Linked DNA regions of Rattus norvegicus: region 1 is linked to region 2. Evidence: chromatin contacts called from public Hi-C data. All regions are on one chromosome and are shown on one strand. The core of a region is the stretch at or near the end of the contact, and the rest is flanking DNA. Distances in the headings are between cores, read along the strand shown.

Region 1 (7,312 bases), core at 2,195-4,694, 33 kb before region 2:
CTGTGATGTTAAATATAGGTTGACGTTTACAAAGGAATGGCTACATTTTAAAGTGATTTAAAATAGGATCCACTTGACCCTAACAGTTCATAAAGAAAAGTTAAATCTTTTATACAAGATACACAAGAAACAAAACTTCCAAAACTATGAAGACAGAAAGACTTTAATAAAAATAAAATAAAATAAAATCGTCTGGCTGGATTACAAGCATGTTAATTCTTAAATATTTTATAGGTGTGTTTACAGACATGATTACCTAAGCACACCAGATACCTGTGCTTATACAGAATAGGGCTTTGGACTATTAACGTACAGGTTGAGCACCCCTGACCCAAAAAAATCTAACATCCAAAATGTCCCCAAATCCATAACTTTCTCAGGGCAAATATGAAAAAGTAGAAAATTCCACCCAGATGTCAAATAACTACCTGAACTCAAAATGTAGATACACTAAAAACATTGCATGAAACTACCTTTATGCTATCAGATATAGATTACACGCAAATTATGTTTAGATCTGATTCCCTCTCCCAAGAGATCACTATGTATATACAGACATTGCAGTCTGAAGAACTGCAGAGCCCTTTTACCCACACGCATTTTATTTTCTCAAAGCAGGGTTCCACTGTGTGTGTAGCCCTGGCTATCCTGGAACTCGCTCTGTAGACCAAGCTGGCCTCGAACTCACAGAGATCCTCCTGCCTCTGCTCCCTGAGTGCTGGGATTAAAGGCAGGGGCCACCACTACCCCGCACCTCCAAGCATTTTCGATGAGGGAGCTCAAACTTAATTAAAACATACATATCTGTAGAATGCACAGCTCTACAAAAGGGACACAGGAGAGTGAGCTCTCACTACCTTACACTTGGAAGACGTTAATGAAAGATAATAATGATAGCACTGAATCCATCAACTTCCCCGAGAAAGAGTCCATGCGTTCAGTTTTATAAAGGAGACACTAGGGGTCATTACAAAAGGGTTCGAAACGAATCTCTTTGGATTGCCACTCAGTTCCCCTAAATAACCTAAAATGCTATTCAAACGACACAAAATCTTACAAACATATCTCTCAAGGAAAGCAAACTAGAAGAAGAAGAAAAAAAAAGGGGGCTGGGGGACCCTATGAATCATATTTAAATATTTACCAAATCACCACAGGTTCTAGACCCACATTTCACGTTCAGGCCCTGAACTCAAGATCATCCCACTTTTAAACAGTTGAAACTAAACGGAAAACTCAGAAAGCAACTTGTTACTGTAATAGATAAAGCTATAATACTTTCCGTTTCTGAAATATATGATACATACCGTACAAACAGGTTTAGGTGCCCGCCGGACATCAATAATATGCTGTGCGCCCCCTGCTGGCTAATGTTAAAAATAACAATGAATTTCTCAGGGCATAGGTCTTTGAAGTGCTGGGGTTCAAAACTCAGTTGATGACTTTATTGTTTTTTTTTTAATGTACAAACAGTTAAGCAAAGCTGGTGTGGGGTGGCCAGATTCCATCACAATAGGGGACGTTTAAAGCTGACAACAATGTCAAGAGTAAAAAGTGTGCCCAAGCCTCCAAACGCTAAACAATGCAGAATTAAAGCCAAAAGCAGAGAACATCAAGAAACAGAGCAACATCCTCTCGCTGAGACAATGGCATGAAATCAAGTCCTGTTTAATAGCCCTTCAGGGGGTAAGAATTATTTCCCTGCCTCCTGTGCCAACCTCAAGCTGTTTCCTAAGGAAGCCAAGCGGCCTTGATCAACAACGTCTGGTGGATTAATAAAAGTAATAAAGAATAAAGATCCAAACTAACACAAGTCAGAGTTCTATTTATAATTATTTGGACCCAGGCTTGGAGAAGCTGGATTCTGGCTCCTGCAAAGTACATACATGTATGATCACCTAAATTAATCACAGATAATCTATCTGTGTTTCAAAGGGTATATTCAACTCGAACAGGAAGCTGGGCGAGAACGGAGGGCCAAGGACTTCGCCATGACCCAAGCAGCATTGGGTTAAAAGTAACAGAAAGCTGTATATGATTTCTGGACTAGCGTCTAACATGTGATCTGTAAAATGGGCCCACTAAAATCACTTTTAACCATAGAGTTGGGGTGGTCCTTAAGTCCTGACAGGTACTAGCTGGAGTTGCTGGAGATACTGACACACAGGAGGGGATCAATACACTCCGGTTTGAGTACCTCCAAAGAACCAGCTAAGCTCTCCCTAGAATTATCCGCTACAATCTGAAAGAGGGCCATTCCCGGGATATTAAAGGATCCCGTTACGGTTTTCTGTTTTGTTTTTGTTTTGTTTTGTTTGCGTGTGGGTACTCTCCAAAGCCGCTCACTTCTTCAAAGGAAGAAGAAACTTTTAAGTCGGCTGGTTCTTCACCTCAGTGGGTCACTCGCAGGATCCCTCCCCTCGCGGCTCTCCTGTCACCGCAGGGCGCAGCACGGGGCGCAAACACCTGTGCAGCGCTCGGCGGCGCGGTCCCAGTCCGGAACATATGTGCACTCCTCCAACCGCACAGCCACCTTGGGGGACCGAGTCCTCCCAGTTCACAGCTAGCGGAGCGACCGTTTGCACGAACACCTAAAGCCTCGGTAACTGGGGCTCGTCACGCCAGCAGTCTGCACTCCTGTCGGGTACGGGAAGGTGGGACAAATGTCCCAATCAGCCCAACTCTGCAAGCGGATTCCTCTAGCAACATCCATGAGTTTCAAGTTTGTCCCAACCAAGTTCACACTCGCAGGGAGCCTCTACCATCAGCGGGAGCGCGGCGGGATTAACCCGGGCGCGTCCTCCGCTGCGTTTTCAGGACTGACTCCCCGAGCCAGGGAGTGGCCGTCAGGGACCCTGGACTGGCGTGGGCGCGCGTGTCTCGCGGCCGCGGCCTCTGCTATCCATCAGGGTCCAGCGCCCACCCACGCTGTCACGCGCCGGGAGGGCAGTGGCCTGCGGCCCCGCAGGGGACTAGGAAACCGCGGAGAGGAAGAGCGAAAGCGGGCGTGGGGAACTCCTTCCTGGAGCTGCCCACCCGGGACCGCCGCGGATCCTGGTTCCGCTCAGCGTCAACCCGGCCCGGCCAAAGCCAGGTCCCGGGCTCTGGGTCCCGGGTGACCCGAGCAACCCCGCGAAGCAGGCACCGACTCGCACCGCGCAGCGTGCACAGCCGCTCACCGGGCGCCGAGCAGCACGTACCTCGCAGGCAGCGTGTCCAGGACCGGTCGTCCGCCGCGAGGTGGAGGAGTTACTAGCCGAAGCGAGTCCCCGCGCCCAGCGCGCGCAGGCGGCCGCGAGCTCAGCAGCCGCAGTGCAACTGCGCCATCCGGACCCCGCCGGGGACTTTCACCTCCTGCCGGGAGCTCGCGGAATCGCGCAGCGAAAGTGGCCTGGAAGGACAGCAGCCCGCTTTCTCCTCTCCCCACTGTCTCTCACTGCCAGGGAGGAGGAAAGTGGCGCTCGGCGTCCCCGAAAGCCTGGATCACCCCCATCGGGCCCGTGCGGCGCCCTAGCTCGGCCGCGCACACGCGCGGGCGGGGTCGGGCGCGCAGCCACAGCAATCAGCGCGAGGGGGGAAGGGCACTGCGGGCCTTGGGGGCTCGGCCGCCTAGAAACTCCTCCTCCTGCCCCTCCTCTCCTCCTCCTCCACTGCTGATGGATGAGCCGAGAGAGCTTGCTCCAGCCTGCGCTTCCCTTCGGGCAGAGAAGGCTGGGGCTGGAAGGAGAGAAAGGAAGTCAGGGAGCGGCCCGGGATGGGGTAACAGCTGGGGATCCCTGGCCTGGGAGAAGTGTGGGGTACCCGGGATGTGGCGATCACTGAGGGGACTCGCTGCCTCTCTCTGGATCCTTCAAACTACCAGGGTCTTAAGAGAAGATAGGGACCGTGGTTGTCGATATCAAAATTCTTTTTTAAAATATCTCAGAGAAGCCCACTCCTACATCGCAGCCCCGTGCACATACATTCATTCTGCCCCAGTTTGGGTTTTCTCCCGGTTCTGGTTATCATGCTCTTTCTCTGTACAGCCTGGCACAGAGTGCCTTCTCTAGCTATTGTGCTACCTGAATTCCAACCCTGCAGTCTCCCCATGGCCCTGAGTGTGAAGGACAGGCGAGCACGCAGGGTCCCGCCTGCACGCATGTGCCGGCGACATGCACCTTGCAAGGCTTGAACGCCACTACTTCAATCACCAACACAACTCTGATGCTCTGTTTACACTTCGCTTTCTGTTGAAAGGTGAATTGCCCATTGGGGCCATAGTTCAGTAGTAATGTTATGTGCCCAACATACACAGAGCCCTGAGTTTGATCCCCAGCCCCCCATACAACCAAGTATGGCAGGAGGATCAAAAGTTCAAAAACAGCCTTGACCAGAGTGAGGTCAGAAGACAACTTTCTCCCTTTCCACCACGTAGGGCCCAGGAATCCAACTTAGGTGCAGTTCTTCAGGCTTGGCAGCAAGCACCTTGACCCACAGAATTCTGTCACCAGCTACTTCACCGGAAACTCTACCAGTGACACAGCAGATGAAGTGACAGAAGTGACTGGTTCAAAGACAGGTTTCCAGTCTTGACAGTTGTTGGATAATCAGGGAACCTTTGCACAAATGAGGGACCCAGTTAGACTTCTGTAATTTTAATTTTTAAAGTCTATTTTTTAATGATGGTTCTTAGACACCTTAACCTCCCTTCTAGCCCATCACCCACCAGAGAGGTAGGAAAAAGGAAAGGGTAACAGGGGAGTGGACCTGTTTAGAAATGGTCCTTTGGAGCAACTCCCAGCTGTATTGTCTGGAAATCGGCCGTTCAGTTCACAGGTTCGAAGAGACAGCTCCATCCACCCACAAACACTTCACGACATATGGGCAGCCAGTTCAGTAGAGTCGGGACAGTAAACAGGAATCAGCAGCAGTGGCACTGCCTAGCAGAAACAGCCAGGCCTCAGCCTCAGCAGCAGGAGAGACCAACAGGAGAAGTTCTCGGCTACGCCTCTCTCTCTAGGAAGTGAATCTCAGCAAAGACTCCAGACCAACCAGTGTTACACAGCTGGCTCCATAAACAAACCTAGCTCAGCCACACACACACACACACACACACACACACACACACACACACACACCTGTCACTGGCCACCGAGTTCTATTCATACTCTCTCCAAACAGCACATGTCCTCCATGGGTCTTGCCTCAGCCAGGTGAGTCTGTCTCAGCTGACACCACTGTCAGTCAGCCCGAGTCCATGAAAGCCACAAGAAACTGCGACACACCACAAGTTTCTTGGTGTGTTTCTCGTTGGAGTCCTGACAGATGGAGCTCAACTATGCAATGTAAGGCGGACCAATACATGCATCTTTAGCGAAGAATCCTTCAGTACATGCCCCTTTACCTGCGTGCTTTAGCAGAATATCCTTTCACCTGTCTGCTTCAGTGAAACATTCCTTTCCCTGCCTTAACCTTACACCTGTGTCTGCCTCAGGAAAACACTTCTTCCTGTGTTTGCCCCAGCAAAGCACCATCTAACACAACTGACTTTCCAAAGAAAGGACTCTAATGTTTCTAACTTAGATGTCCTCTAAAAGTGCTAGGCTTTTAACATGGAGAATTGAGTGGTAGGGTTTGGGGGTTTGGGTGTTGGTGTTGTTTTGTTTTGTTTTCCCTTTGTAATTCAGGGTGGTGACACACACCCTTGAACTCTCAATCCTCCTGCTTCTGCTTCCTACTTCCAAGTTCAAGGATTACAGGCGTGGGCCAGCCAACATACCCAATTGAGAAGGCTTCTCATACAGTTTCATCATGTGGGTTTCAACCCCTGTGGGTTTGCCTAAGAGCATCAGAAAACACTTGGTGGGGGTGGGGAGTTGACATTGAAATGGCAAAGTTTATCCTTGGACAAGATACCAAACAAAAAAGCATGAGCAAACAAACGGGATTATATAAAACTTTTGTTCAGTGAGGACAACAAACAACAAAGGAGAGAAACAAGCCACGGATTGGGAGCATGTGACATACAACAGTAAGTACATGACAAGAGGCCGGTATCCACAAGGCACACAGCACAACACCCTCCAAACCCCAGCAACACACAGATGAACAGCACCATGAGGAAGTGGCTATCCGCATACACTGACATCCAACCAAAGTATTGCCAGAAACGACCCACGGAACCATGAAAAATGCCGATCACCAGTAACCATCAGGAAAGCAAAGATTAAAACCACGGATATCCCATCCCACCAAATGGCTACTAGCAACGAGGTAAATGACATCTAGCAAGCACGAGAGAAACAGGAACATTTGCACACCACTGGTGGGAATGTAAAACTAACACTCATTTTTACAGGATACCATTTGGGGAAAACACAGATACTTACGTTACAATTCGCAACAGTAGCAAAGTTACAGTTCTGAAGTAGCAATGGAATGATTCTATGGCTGGGTGTCACCGCAACATTAGGCATCGTATTAAAGGGTGGCAGCGTTAGGAAGGTTAAGAACGACTGTAACAAAGCATGGCCTTCATTATTTTTATTTCCATTCTATGATGAGGTCTACTTGAGAAAACAGGAAATACTTCTCACTTCTTTAATATGTTTATATGTAGTTTCAGAGATTCATTGTAACGATTTGTATCATCAATCAAATGAGTTACTATGGAAATCTCTTTTCTAGGCATCTATGGTGATTTGAATGAGCAAGGTTCCCCCGTAGACTCAGGCATGAACACTTGGTTCCCAATGGTGATGCTGTTTGGGGAAGTCCTGGGGCAGGGCAGCCTTGCTGGGGGGATACATCATTGGTGGGGGGTGGTCTCTGAGCCCTTACAGCCTCTCCCCACTTCCAGTTCAATCTGTTTGGTCTTTGCTATTAAAGATGCGATCACTTGGCTCCTTGTCCTTGAGTGTCCCCACTGCTTGCTCCACGTCTCTGCCCTGACATGATGGGCTCCTACATCATTGACCAAATAAACTGCGCCTTCTGCAAGTTGCCTTGCTCATGGCGCTTAGCACAGCAACAACAAGATAACTAATAGAACCCCTTACTGATAGGCGTTAAGCATTGTTTGAGAATCAGCACTGGAAATGCTGATAGACGCGATATCCTGAAGGAACAAGAACCAGGTCGGTGAGCCCAGGCCTAAACACAGTCTAACTTTAGGCCTCCAGATTTCTTTGCACTCGAATTGATTCCTCAGGCTATGTCTTCAGTCTCAAGTGCACACATGAGCACTTGAACTGGGTAGGATTGTTTAATTCAACCTCTAAATTGTCACATAAGGTATGGAAGTGGCAAGAGGCTCGTGAGTTCCAGCCTAGAT
Region 2 (7,466 bases), core at 531-3,030:
GCTGGCAGGGGTGGCACGCCCCGCCCACACCCCACCCCCGCTGGCAGGGGTGGCACGCCCCGCCCACGCTCCAGACAGTAACAATCACCTTGCAAGCAGAAATGTTCATTTCTCCTTATCTGCCATAATCACCATCTTGTTGGTCTCCTGGCAGCAGTGTTCTCATACACATTTCGTACTCGAGGCTCAGAAAGGTTTAAAAGCGTCTCAGCTAAGACCACACCCAATACTTCGGCCTCTGAAGCTCAGGACCCTCTCCCCCAATCCTGTGGGGCCCCACAGCAGCACAGTTGATTGAATCAAATTTCTTTTCTAAACGTGGGTTTTAAAATTAATCCTTCAAGACTTTCACGCATGCATACAATGTACTTTTACTGTATTTGCCTAACTTTCTCAGACCTGACCCCCATCTCCCCAGCACCTCCCAAACCCTCAAATCTCACTTGCGTTGGCTGGATTTATAGGTGTGTGGCCATCCATGGTGTGGTTCTATGGCACTCAACCTATAGGATATAAGAGGCCACAGCTTAAAGAAAACTGATTCTTCCTCGTGCAGAATTAGCTGTCAGGAGCTCCTCAGCTGGAGTGGGGGCTCCCACTAGTGCTAGATTGTTGACCAGTTTGACCCTAACCGGCCTTGCTCAGGCAGCCTCCCCGACACCTGGTTCTTCCCATCCTTCTGCCCCATCCTCCATGACAGTCCTGGAGCAGCCTTTGGGAGCAGGTGTGATACAGATGTCCCATTTGGGGGTGGACACTCCACCGATGACGACACTTCTCTCTGCAAGTTGAACAGTTGGGAATTTCTGGATTAAGCCTCATCCACTGCACAAAGAAATTTCACCGATGGGGCCTGAAAGCCTCAGTGCTCTGTGGGCAGAGAGATAGGAGTTTGCAGGGCACTCTGATACTAAGTTCATTTAGCAAAATAGTAGTAGGTTCACCCCTGGGGCTGTGACTACTCAATCATGCTTTTTTGACCAGATTTACAGTGATAGGCATGTTTTTCCTCCTATTGATTGGACCTTAAATCCAACCGGAGGACAGCTGGTTGTCCCCATAACATGCCCTATGGTTTCCATGACTAATTTCACATGCCATCCTGGTACTTTATTGTAGGCTCACAATCCTTTCCCCAGCAACATGCATAGTGCCCTCCAATGCTAAGCAGGGAGGAAGTCTCAGGGTCAGTGTTTCCAGCAATAATAGGGTCTCACCATGGAGTTCTGATGGGCAACCAAGAATCAAGGACAGTAACCTGTGTTGTATTGGTGGTCTCCAGAGCAGAACATTCCATTTCTGACCGTGGACAGCCATCGTAAATAGTCTGTATGTGATAAACTCAGACAACTTCGACAGCAATATTTGATGAGCTTGAGTGATAGTTTACATGTAAGTCACTTTTCTGCTAGTCCCTTTCAGAATCCTTTTAGATCCTTCCAAGTTTTAAGTTGACCCACGTGTGGCTTCCCCCCTAAACATGTCTGGAGGTGGAGGATGGTAAAAAAGACATTCATGCCAGGTTCATCCTGAATTAAATGGTTAGAAAACATGTGGGCTGTGATAGCTTACTCTTGCCATCCCCAAGACCTCAGAGCCTGAAGCAAAAGGACCATGAGTTACAGGCTAACCTGGGCTATAGAAGGAAAGCCTGATCTAAAAAGAAAAGAAAAAAAAGAAAAAGAAAAAAATCATTTCTTGATGAGTCATATCTTAAAGCTCAGATACTGGGGAGGGCTGGGGAAAGGCAGCGGCAGTGGGGGGAGGGCAGCAGCAGGGACAGAATCCACTTCTGCTGTAGTTAGTAGTGAATTAAAAAAAAAATAAAAGTAACTGCCTTTCCTGCCTGTATGACACCTTGAGACAGAGCTTATTAAAGTACTTATTTTGCTACAATGTCTTCTTCAAATATGAAACTTTTATTAATGTTGCAAAAGGTAAGCAAGGACTCTGGAAGGAGTGTGGGTATGTGCTGCCACCTAGTGGTTACATGAAAACGTGCTAAGAAAGAAACGAAGTGAGACTTTGTTAATAATTTTGGAAATTTCAAACCAATCTCTGACTGTATCCAATTGTCATTAGTATTAGCAGGACACTGGACTTCTGTATCTTTAATTCAGGAGGGAGAAGAGCAAAAGGAACATAATTATATAACTGTAATTTATTTGACCTAAAATGCATGACCTGCACCACGTTGAAGTCCAACCTGTTTCCCCTGTATGCACTCATTTAGCATGAGAGTAAATATCACCTGGATGCAGCAAAGAGACAAACAAGGAGCTGTTCTCAGTGGAGCTGTCAGCAGAAGAAAAGCACAACAAACAGATAAACACAATGTTAGGTCAGTATGCCTAGTGTGCCTCACCTAGTATGCAGGGAACCCTGGATTCCAGCCCCAGCAGAGCTTAAAACTGAGCATTCATTCCTGATAGTTCTAAGTCATGTTTGACCATATTGCAAGTCGATGCTCACTTCTGTCCGAGGGGAGGGAGGGAAGAGTAGGATTCTTTCCATGGGATATTAGGCAGGCCAGAGGTATACAGTCCACTTCAGAGGGCATTGTGTGGGGCAGTCTCTCCGTATGACAATGGAAGTGGGAAAAGTGACTGCATTCTAACATGTGGTTATGCAGGCATTAGAGCGATGTGATTGCGCAATAGCAAAGAGGAAGGAAGGTGCAACTGAGCAGAGAGGCGAGGGTGACAGAGTCAGAGAGGTGAGGAGAGCCAGCTCCTTATAGCTCTGTGTCGAGGGATGCAGATTTAACACCAGAGTCTCCGGATGAGATGGGACACCATTGGAGGTGGGATTAATTTTTAAACATTTATTTATTTATTTATTCATTTATTTATTTATTTATTTGTTTGTTTATTTGTTTATTTATTTATTTATTTATTTATTTATTTATTTATTTAGTGTGTGTGTAGATCAGAAGACAGGGAGTTAGTCTCTTTCTTCCTCCAATGGATTCCGGAAGTGGAACTCAGTCCTCCCAGCTTGGCAGCAAACGCCTTTACCTCTTAAGCCATCCTGATGGTCCAACTGGTGGGTTTTTAGTCATAGAGTCATCTAAGAACTGAATAGCTTCCTGAGGCAGAGTAAAGTACTAAGTAACCCCACAGCCAGGACTGAAGGATGCTTGGGGAGAAACAGTCCTGGAGGGACACAGACTGTGTAAGCTTTTACGGAGCCAGATCTCTTAAGAGAATTCGTAGAGAGTGTGTGGCCAGGGAGGAGTAGGATTCTTTCCATGGGATATTAGGCAGGCCGTAGAGACCTGTGCTCACTTCTGTCCAAGGGGAGGGAGGGCAGGAGAAACTGCTAGTCTTGGATTTGAGATAGAAATTAAGAACCCTACCAAGTGGTCCTCCGTGTTCAGGAGGAGGCAAGAAGACCTTGAACTGGAAACCAGCTGGGGTTATAGTCAGAGCCTGTCTGGGACAAACTAGAAACAAAGGAGGGAAATGAATGAGAGAGCCGCTGAAGTTTGCTCTTCCCTATTTATTCTGGAGGTGACGCTTGTTCTTAATCTCTGGGAATCCACAAGGTCAGACAGAGGTCAGATGCTCCTGTTCACTTTCTATCTTGGTATCTTAGTCTCCCTCTCTGTCTTCCCCCCTCTCTCCTCCCCTCCCTCTCTCCTGACCCCTCCTCACAACCAGCTCCATGAAACAGAACCTCACTTTATAGCCCAGGCTAACCTTGAACCTCATAGCCCAGGCTGGGACTACAGAAAGGCAGCATCACACCAGGCAGACAGGTATCTCTCTGACTCAAAGAGGTGGGCCTTGGAGGACCTAGGCTATAGTAATTTCAGGGAGACATTCTTTGTAATTTTCCACATCTCAGGCTGTCCTGGGACTTACTCTATAGCCTAGGCTAGTCTTGAACTTAGGGATCTACCTGCCTCTGCCTCTCTGCCCCTCTCTGCCTTTGCCTCTGCCTCCAAGTACTGGGATTAAAGGCATGTGCCACCATGCCAGGCTTGGAATAATTCTTGATCTTTGTTTTACTTGAAAATTGAGTGCTATAGCTGCCCTGAGCAGTCTGCTATCCCAGGGGACATTCATCCTCCCCCTGCCTCTCCTCCACCTCCATTAGACTCCTGAACCATACAGGTAACCTTCCCTTCCCAATCCATCTTCCATGTTCCCTGAGCCTCTGGGCCAGGCTAAGCTCCTCTGAGCAGCCTGCCATCCCGAACCGGGGAGGTGGAGCTTCATTCTCCTGCCACCTCTCCACCCACCTTCATGACCCTGCAGGTTCAGAACCATACAGACCTGCAGGTTCAGAACCATACAGTCCAAGGATACCCAGAGGTCTGCCACATCAGGACCACTGAGGTTCACCCACATCTCAATACCTACTACAACAAGAACATCCAGGGATCGAAATGATCCGGATGGCTAAAGACCTTTGAAAGAACACAATCAACAAGAGCCAGGGGAATATGTTACCTCCAAAGCACAGCTACTCCATTACGGCAAGCCCTGGATATCCTCACACAACCGGAACAAAAGAAAATGACTTAAACCCAGTGTTGTAAAGATGATAAAGGCCCTTAAAGAAGAAATGAATAAATCCCTTAAGGGAATACAGAGAAAATACAACCAAACAGATAGAGTTTTTAAAGAGGAAACAAATAAATCTCTTAAAGACGCACAGAAAAATACGAGAGAGGAAATAAATAAAACTGTGCAAGACCTGAAAGTGGAAACAGAAGCAATAAAGAAAACACAAGCTGGGGGCTGGGGATTTAGCTCAGTGGTAGAGCGCTTACCTAGGAAGCGCAAGGCCCTGGGTTCGGTCCCCAGCTCTGGGGGAAAAAAAAAAAGAAGAACCAAAAAAAAAAAAAAAAAGAAAGAAAGAAAGAAAGAAAGAAAGAAAGAAAGAAAACACAAGCTGGTGGAATCCTGGGATGGAAAACCTAGGGAAGAGAACAGGAACCACAGACACAAGCGCCACCAACAGGACACAGGAGATGTAACAGAGAAGCTCTGGTGTAGAAAACACAATAAAGGAAATTGATACATTAGTTTTAAAAAAAAGCTAAAGCTAAAAAATTTCTGATACAAAACATCCAAGAAATCTGGGATTCCATGAAAAGACATAACCTAAGAATAAGAGGAATAGAAGAAGCTGAAGAATCCCAGCTCCAAGGCCCAGAAAATATCCTCAACAAAATCATAGAAGAAAACTAACCCAATCTAAAGAGAAAGATGTCTATAAACATATAAGAAGCTTACAGAACACCAATTAGACTGGACCACAAAAGAAAATCCTCCTGGCACATGATAATCAAAACACAAAATCTACAGGACAAAGAAATAATATTAAAAGCAGCAAGGGAAAATGTCCAGGTAACATTCAATGAAAGACTTATCAGGATTATACCCAACTTCTCAACAGAGACTCTAAAAACTAGAAGTACCTGGTCAGATATTTTGCAACCTCTAAAAAAACCACAGGTGCCAACCTAGACTACTATATCCAGCAAAATTCCCAATCACTGTGGAGGGGAAACCAAAACATTTCAAGACAAATTCAAATTCAGACAATATCTATCCACAGATCCAGCCCTATAGAAACTACTAGAAGGAAAACTCCAACCCAGAAAGCATAACTACTTCTAAGAAAACACAGAAAATAAGTAATTCTATACCAGCAAATACAAGGAAAGTGTGCATGGGGGGGCCGAGGGAGCGCACATGCGTGCAGGCGCGTGCGCGCGCGCACACACACACACACACACACACTAACACACACACACACACACACAAACACACAAACACTACCAACATCAAAATAACAGGAAATAACAATCGTTGGTCAATAATACCTCTCAACATCAATGGACTCAATTTCCCAATAAAATGACACAAGCTAACAGAATGGATGTGAAAACAGGACCCATTATTCTACTGCATCCAAGAAACACACCTCAGCCATAAAGATAGACATTACCTCAAAGTAAAAGGTTGGAAAAAAAGTTTCCCAAGGAAACAGATCCAAGAAGCAAGCTGGAGTCTCCATTCTAATATCTAATAAAATAGACTTTCAACCAAAATTAATCAAAAGAGACAGGGAAGGACACTTCATACTCATCAAAGGAAAAATCTACTATGACAATACTGAACATCTATGCCCCAAACACAAGGGTGCCTGCACTTGTAAACGAAACATTGCTAAAGCTTAAATCTCATATCAAACCCAACACATTAAGAGTGGAAGATTTCAACACCCTATGCTCACCAATTGGCAAAACATCCAGACAAAAACTTAATGGAGAAGGGGTTGGGGATTTAGCTCAGTGGTAGAGCGCTTGCCTAGCAAGCGCAAGGCCCTGGGTTCGGTCCCCAGCTCCAAAAACAAAAAAAAAACAAAAACTTAATGGAGAAATAATGAAACTAACAGACAGACATCTATAGAATATTTCACTCAAACACAAAAGACTATACTTTCTTCTCAGCACCTCATGGATCCTTCTCCAAGATTGACCACGGAGTTGACCACAAAGCAGGCCTCAACTGATAGAAGAAGATTGAATTAATGCCTTGTATCTTATCAGAACAACTTGGATTAAAGCTGGACGTCAACCACAGAAACACTGGAAAGCCTACACACTCATGGAAATTGAACAAATCTCTACTCAGTGATCTCTGGGTCTGGGAAGAAATAAAGAAAGAAATTAAAGACTTTCTTGAATTCAATGAAAATAAAGGCACAACAGACCCAAACATATGGGACACAATGAAAGCAGGGCTAAGAGGAATGTTGATAGTGCTAAGTGCCTCCATAAAGAAATCAGAAAGTTCTCTTATCAGCAATTTAAAAGTACACCTGAAAGCTCTAGAAAAAAAAAAAGCAAGCACATCAAAGAGGAGTAAAAGGTGGGAAATAATCAAAATCAGGGCTGAAATCAATCAGTTAGAAACAAAGAAAACGATACAAAGAAGCAACAAAACCAAGAGCTGGTTCTTTGAGAAAATCAACAAGATAGAAAAACCCTAGCCAGACTAACCGGCCAAACTAATGAAGAGACAGAGAAACAGTATCCAAATAAACAAAACCAGTAATGAAGAGGGAGACAAAACAAGTGACACCGAGGAAATTTGAAGAACCATTAGGTCTCACTCCAAAAACCTGTACTCCACAAATACGGAAATTTTTAATTAAATAGATGATTTTCTTGTCAGATACCACTTACCAAGCTAAATCAAGATCAGGTAAACTATTTAAACACCCCCATAACTCCTAAAGAAATAGAAGCAGTTATTAAAAGTCTCCCCACCAAAGGAAAAAAGAAAAGCCCAGGGTAGATGGTTTTACTGCAGAATTCTACCAGACTTTCAAAGAAGAGCTAATTCCAATACTCCACAAACTATTCCACAAAGTAGAAACAGAAGGAACACTGCCAAACTCATTCTATGAGGCCACAGTCACCCTGATGCCGAAACCACGCAAAG

What was found. A called contact is a pair of places that touch in the nucleus more often than the background predicts.
Region 1: a Hi-C map of Schwann cells shows a contact between it and region 2, with 2.2 times the contacts expected there. The contact joins the promoter of Tgfbr3 here to the enhancer-like site in region 2. A contact is called at or near these places in 5 of 12 Hi-C or Micro-C datasets (the Rat2 cell line, Schwann cells, frontal cortex and 2 more).

The regions. Positions count from the first base shown.
Region 1 is chr14:2,630,426-2,637,737 of GRCr8, reverse strand. Tgfbr3 (transforming growth factor beta receptor 3) reads right to left here and starts at 3,444. Exons shown (of 17, transcript NM_017256.1): 1 at 3,201-3,444.
Region 2 is chr14:2,595,320-2,602,785 of GRCr8, reverse strand. No RefSeq gene overlaps it. Among named protein-coding and RNA genes, the nearest start is that of Brdt, 8.3 kb to the right of the region's middle. Within about 2 kb of position 1,780, at least 1 of the 93 cell types and tissues checked has an H3K27ac peak or open chromatin away from gene starts, as enhancers often do. A contact at or near this core is called in Schwann cells, where this site is marked.